Regions from separate parts of the Gasterosteus aculeatus genome. Here region 2 is linked to region 1. Evidence: chromatin contacts called from public Hi-C data. All regions are on one chromosome and are shown on one strand. Each heading gives the region's core, a stretch centred on a gene start, on an enhancer-like site or on the middle of the called end of the contact. The rest is flanking DNA. Distances are from core to core; before and after follow the strand shown. Region 1 holds the start of LOC120831325 (melanopsin-A). Region 2 overlaps bmpr1ba (bone morphogenetic protein receptor, type IBa).

The links. A called contact is a pair of places that touch in the nucleus more often than the background predicts.
Region 2: a Hi-C map of skeletal muscle shows a contact between it and region 1, with 6 times the contacts expected there. The contact joins the enhancer-like site here to the promoter of LOC120831325 in region 1. A contact is called at or near these places in 3 of 6 Hi-C or Micro-C datasets (skeletal muscle and whole body).

Annotation. Positions count from the first base shown.
Region 1 is chr13:9,256,349-9,259,701 of fGasAcu3.hap1.1, forward strand. It overlaps LOC120831325 (melanopsin-A), which reads left to right and starts at 1,569. Exons shown (of 10, transcript XM_040196706.2): 1 at 1,569-1,955; 2 at 2,089-2,550. The coding sequence starts at 2,384.
Region 2 is chr13:9,362,590-9,366,285 of fGasAcu3.hap1.1, forward strand. bmpr1ba (bone morphogenetic protein receptor, type IBa) reads left to right here. Exons shown (of 13, transcript XM_040196122.2): 4 at 102-264; 5 at 395-494; 6 at 862-961; 7 at 1,590-1,686; 8 at 1,774-1,912; 9 at 2,054-2,246; 10 at 3,170-3,467; 11 at 3,643-3,696. Among protein-coding and RNA genes, the nearest start is that of LOC144386373, 24 kb to the left of the region's middle. Within about 2 kb of position 1,857, at least 1 of the 9 cell types and tissues checked has open chromatin away from gene starts, as enhancers often do.

The DNA.
Region 1 (3,353 bases), core at 319-2,818:
ACATTTACCAACAGATCAAAGTAGGCTCTTTAAACTATGAAATGCTTGAAATCTATGAAATCCTATGGATGCTTTCCATTTTGAAGACATAGTAATTTAGTAAACTTTACAAGCCAAACAACAATTGTGCTGAGTTGTCAAAAGTCTGGTCTGTAACAGGCTTTTATGTGGAAAAAAAGTCAGTCAGGCAAATCAACATCACATTTCACCGGATTTATGAATTTAAAATGGTGTACTTCCTTATTAAAATGTGTTTGACATTAGCATTAACATTTACGTAGCACCAGATGTACTGGTGTACAGTTCCCTTCTGTGCTGACGTAAACTTAAACCAGTTTAGGCTATCAAGCCCGGCAGAATCACTGAGAACATCTGTTGTGTGTGCTTTGGGAATAGGATGTAGTCCTCAAATACATATGTGAAAGTGTGTGGAATAATGTGTGGAAAGACGCACACGCATCTGACAAACAATTACATGTTGGGTTCTTATTCCTATCAGATCAAACACTGATCCACATGCATGCACAGGGCGCAGATTAAGGCTATCCCTTGCTGCAGAGGCTTAGTTCACACATCTGTCTAAGCTCTGAATCCTTCACCTCCCTTTATTCCCTTCATCTCCTTTACAACATATCCAGCACCATAAAAAGCAATAACCATCAGATGAGGCGTGCTTCCTTCCGATGTCCCGTCGGCAGTCCAAAGAAGAATAAATCAAAATGTCTGTTTGCCCTTTTGAATTGGATCACGATGATATTAGCACCACAATTAATGAAGTTCTTCGCTGGCATCGTTTTGTTTGAATGGAAACATAAATTGAAATTGTGCATTGAACAACCAATCCCCATTAAAAAGAATGTTCATGATTTCACCATAATACAAAAAGAAACCTGAGTGAACAAACGAGAATTAGATCATGTGATAAGCATTTTTTTCCACGGTTGTACTATAGGGGGAGATTAAGAGAAAGCCTTTGAATGTGCTTATTTAGATAAATTGTACAATGGTATTTCCCTTCCACTTTTTTTTAACAAAAGTGCTTGTTTTGTGCGAGAAGTGTGTGCATGCAGGATGATGCATGCCCTGTGAGCTGTGGTGAATACGTTGGGAATGGGAAGACCAATTACTGTGATTTCATGAGTGATCTTAAAATATCTGTGAGTTGGGGACTGTGAACATAATGATGCCGCCGCAGAGCGAGCACTGTTTGGGCGAGGGAACATGCGCGAGAGCTCGCCTGCATGCATGCAAGCAAGAGGCTCCACAGACTGGTCAGCCTGTTAGTCGGATGGCCGTAATGCATGCGAATCAATAGTCATGAAAGGTGACGTGTTTGCATTGTAGTGTGTACGTATAGTTAACAAAACTGGCGGTTTTTAATGCCTGTTAATACTGGTAGAGTTAGTGAACATGGTGTCTGTTATGTAAGAATGTCTTAGTTAAAGGGTTAGAGCTCAAGGCTGGGCTGTATTACATGAGGGGTGGGGGAGAGGGAGGGAGGGAGGGAGAGAGAGAGAGAGAGAGAGAGAGAGAAAGGAGAGATGGCAGTATGTTTGAGGAGAAGCAAAAGCATGACAAGAGGGAAGGGCTAAGAGAGCAACGAAGAGCAACATGGGAGAGCGAGAGGGAGACGCATAGAGGGAGGTGAGCGGATAGGACAGAGACAGGCCTCCGATTCGGAGCTTGTTGCACGGCTGGTGTGGATGGGCGAGGAGGCAGCAGGCTGACGCCGAGTGGACGGACAGTGACAATGTGCAACGAGTGGGGGATTTAATATACATTACCAACTCGGTAACCCAAGTGTCAAACGGGACGCATTAGTTGGAGGACAATTTGTTGAACCGCAGACCACAGTGGATTAACAGAATGGATTCAACATTTGGTTCATTTGGAGATTAACTGGTGACGGCACGGCCACGGACGGCGGGCAGCACCGAACACGGCTGGACGAAGAAGTAAAAGAGGAATTTTCCTTTTTTTTTTCTACCGACAACATTTATAATATGAATTGACATTAAGTCTAGATAACATTTGGAATTTTCCAAAATATTTATACATTTTTTTTACAGATAACCTTTTCTTTTCCAGTATTTACTCTAGAAGTAAACGTTTGGACTTCACAAGGTAAACCCCCCCCCCCCCCTCCCCCCTCTATTCAGTCCAAAGTGGCCTGCTGCTTGGATGATTTACGAAGAAAAAGGGCTTCCCTCGCTGAAGGGGATTAATCTGGACATCACTGTATGACGACCTGAAGAAGACACCGTGCACGTCCCTTGGACCTCCTGTGCAGATGATACCACCATGGAGCCCCGGCACAAGCAAAGCAAAGTTCTAAACCCACTGCACCCTGCCAGGTTGGCAGTCCTGATAAGGTGTTTGAGCCATGTGGTCCACTGAGAGCATGGAGCCAGACAACGCCCACACCCAGAGAAGCTTCATCAACAAGGTGGACGTGCCTGACCATGCTCACTACATCGTTGCTGTATTTGTCGTCGTCATCGGGACGCTGGGCATCACTGGCAACGCGCTGGTTATGCTTGCCGTCTATAGGTGGGTTGGTTCAAGCAGATGTTGTTGTTCTGATTTACATTTTTATATTTTCGATGTACGTCTCTGTCCTTCAATCAGAGTCTCAAGGGGACGTTGTAATCACTCATGTGATTGTCTCGCAGGATGGACAGACAGGGGGACTGGGTTGTGTGGAGGTGCAAGACGCCTGATTGACTTAAGCGGCAAACGCATCCCAATCAAACTTGAGGGTTTATTTCCCTGCAGAGCAAGTGGCAGTATCTTCCACGTCTCTCAGGTTACAGAGAGTTAAAGGGGGGGATTATCTTATAAATCATTTTTGCATCTCAGTGTTCTGGTTGACACCGGTCGAATGAGCAGTTCGTCTTAGTAATGTTTCCTTGAGAAATATTTAAAGACCCCTGATGAAGATTATCCCAGATATGTGTGATGTATGACTGAGGCATTTAATGCTTATCATACTGTATTGGGATTTTTCAGATGCAATTTAAAATGTGTCTTTTGTTATAACTGGTTAAATTTCTAAATCAGCCTTTTCCACCTGATGAATCAACTTCTGAATGAAGTTCAAATTAATTGTGGAATTCACGCAGTCCATTTAAATTCACAATGTGTGAATGTTCATTTCTAAATATTTAATGGGAAGATGAGAGGATTCATTTCTGTTATTTGTTGTGTAATTTGGACTGTTGACCTCTTATTATGCTACTAACATCAACGGTTTCACATAAACTGGGTCAGAGATATAAAGTGTGTGTGTGTGTGTGTGTGTGTGTGTGTGGTCTGGACATTGTCAGAAGCTTTTAAATTGCATCAGTCCATTA
Region 2 (3,696 bases), core at 607-3,106, 110 kb after region 1:
CTTTTTCCTCTGTTTAAATGTATTATGTATCTGAGATTCATACATGTGTTTTTTCCCTGTTTCACTCCTAATCAAATGTCTGATTTCTATTTTTTTTATAGGCAATATATTGGACAGTATGCTACTAAGAGCATCCAGTAAGGAGTCAAGGGAGAGTGGGAAGGAGACCAGTGGCAGCACAGCTCCATCATTGTCCCTCCAACGGCTACTGTGGTGTCACTGTTATCACCACTGCCCCGAAGATTCAACCAACAACACGTGCAGGTACCGTAAGGGATTAAGGATTAACGATGAATCGGCCAAGCTAACACACGTTTGTGCGTGATTTAACCTGATCTTGTCTCAGTGGTTGCTTTAATTACGCTGCTAATAATACTGTGTAATGTTTTTCCAGGACTGATGGCTATTGTTTCACGATGGTGGAGGACGAGGGAGGAGTGCCGGTCCTAACGGCGGGATGCCTCGGCCTCCGGGGATCAGAATTTCAGTGTAGGGTGAGTGCACCTCTGCCTTTTGTTACCCTCTCTCTAACATGCTCTATCTAAGATATTGATTTCGATAGAAGGAAGCAGATTTTTTCTGACCTAACCATTTATACTTGTGTCATTACATTTAAAGCTGTTACTGAAAATATTTTTTATTTCAGATTAATTACATTTTTCTTTTTTAATATTAGATTAGTAGTTCAAATCAAATTATAATTATAATAAAATAATTATTACTAAAAATCTGCTATCACACCATGGGGAGGCAGGTAGTAGCAAAACCAATACAATAAAATTCAGCGATTTAATCAACACAGTGAACACAAAAACACAAAAACAAAAAGAGAAATTAGAAGTAAACTTGTGTGTCTTCCAGGAGAGGGGAAACTCTCAACGCAGATCACTGGAGTGCTGTACAGACGAGGATTACTGTAACAAAAACCTGCATCCCATACTGCCGCCACTCAAACCACCTCGTAAGTTTTTCTGTCTCTCTTATCTCGTCCGTCCACAACTCTTTCTTCACCGTGTAACACAAGAATCGTTTTTTAAGAACGCCTTGTTCTCCAGCTGACGGGTAACAACAACAGTGTGGCATTGACATGGACGGGGCCGAGGACTGTGAAGGATGCCGTTAGAGCACATGGCGTTCAGAGATAGAGATATTATGACGTTGTCAGAGAGATAAAGATGGCTTAAATGGGGGGAGACAGCAGGAGTGTCAGACAGTCCTGCCGCTTGCAAAAGCGGATCAGGAAGAGAATCCATCGACTGGGCTGACGTTGCTCGAGCGCAATGTGATCTGTGCTTGATTTACGGGACGGCGGTTCCGTTCAAGTGACTTGTGGGAATGATTGATTTCATCGTATTATTTCCCTTAGAGGTTGAGTTTTTTTTACAGGTTTTCATTTGAGTATCTGGACCAGAAAACGTATCCAACCTTTCTTCTTAAGAATGTCCATTGGTTGCACTTATTTTTTGTTCTGATAGTATTTCATGAATCCTTATTCCTTAATATTTTCCCTCTTCTCCATATAATTAGAATTTTCCTCTGTTGCTGCAGTGCACACATTATTTCTGACCTTTTCATTCTCCCCTCTCCAGTCTATGTAGATGGAAACATCCACAACGAAGCCATGACAATCTCAGTCATTGTGTGCAGCGTTATCCTGGTTTTCATTATTGTCTTCTGCTACTTCAGGTGATTACAGAGAGTTTGTATTCCTTATAATACTTTTTTTTCCTCCTCCTTTGTGACAAGGAACGCCAAATAACTGTGTTTTTACAGGTATAGACGTCAGGAGTCTCGCGGGCGGTACAGCATTGGTCTGAAGCAGGATGAGACCTACATCCCCCCCGGAGAGTCTCTGAGGGACCTGATAGAGCAGTCGCAAAGCTCTGGCTCAGGCTCGGGGCTCCCTCTATTGGTGAGATACTCGTGTTGCAGCCGAGGTCTCATTTCCAGTCCGAGAGTCCCACAAAACCTCATTTGAGGTTCCACTCGACGTGTGAGGAGCTGAATACGCTAAAACCAACCCCCCCGTTTTCCATCTTCGGCTCTTCTTTAGGTGCAGCGAACAATAGCCAAGCAGATCTATATGGTGAAGCAGATCGGCAAGGGGAGGTACGGCGAGGTGTGGATGGGCAGATGGAGGGGAGAAAAGGTGGCGGTCAAAGTCTTCACCACCACTGAGGAGGCTAGTTGGTTCAGAGAGACTGAGATCTACCAGACAGTCCTAATGAGACATGAGAACATACTGGGTAAGACTGGTGTCTGTCTCTGTGTCTTTTTCTCCCCCTTGTTACTGACATTCAGATTCGTCTCTATTCATATCGATTTAGACACAACGCAACCGTCTGTTATTTGTTTGTGTTTTTAATTATTGTCTTTCAAGTGAATCAAAGAAAACTCGGTGTGCTCCATCCCAGTTAACAAAGAGCCCAACATGAATTTGAAGGAAAAGCAATAAATAAGTCTTTCTCATATAGTATCAGTTAAACAAAACAACCCTGAATTATGGATGAACGGATGGATGAACTGGTGTGTCGAGAGGTGACTGCAGAATTAACAGTAAATACACGCCACAGTTGAACTGGGACTGTGTCCATTATTAACTATGCTGCCCTGCACTGCACTCACTGCCAAAACAAATCAATTATAGCCAAGAGACCATACACCCCGACACATTATAAAGAAGACAACAACAGACTGCCAGCCAAGGCTTGTATAATTAAACACTACAGGTTGCATAGCAATTAAGTAGTGGGGCAAAAGATCACTTGCCAGTAAACTGGAAGACAGACTATTTGCAGACAGTAAATACCTCCACAGGAAATACTTTGCCAAGATAGCATTATATAATTGAGGGATACAGGACATCTTTCTAAAAATAAACTTAATATATAATGTTTAAAATGACTTAAATGTACTGTATACAGACCTTGCATGATTAGTTTTAAAAGTAATTTAAACTAAACTAAACTAATTAAGACAGATGTACTTCGGTAGTTGTGATGTGACATATGAAAAGGAAGCTTTCACACACCTTAATTTAGATTAGATTAATTTAGTAGTAATATATATATAATTATTATTATTTGCCTTTGTCTATAGTGACTTTACATATTTGCTTCTTCTTAAGTAAACAAATCTGTTTAACTCCTCTTAACTCGTATATTTCCAGGTTTTATAGCTGCTGATATTAAAGGAACCGGCTCCTGGACCCAACTCTACCTAATCACGGACTACCATGAAAACGGCTCCCTGTATGACTACCTGAAGTCGACTACTCTAGACAACAGAGCCATGCTGCGACTGGCCTACTCCTCCGTCAGAGGCCTCTGTCACCTCCACAACGGGATCATAGGCACTCAGGCCAAACCTTCCATCGCTCACAGGGACCTGAAGAGTAAGAACATACTGGTGAAAAGGAACGGGACCTGCTGTATAGCTGACCTGGGGCTGTCGGTCAAGTTTATCAGGTGAGGGAAGCATTTTTTGCCGTGAAGAAATACTAGTATAAAATGTTTCCCTTTGTTATTTAAATCAATATTTTGCAAGATTTCAGAGATTCCAAAGTATTATGGATTTATGGATTAATTAACGTTCACAGCTCGTTGATCTATGATGTTAATATTTGTACTTTGACCTTTGCAGTGACACCAATGAGGTAGACATTCCTCACAACACCAGAGTGGGTACAAAGCGCTA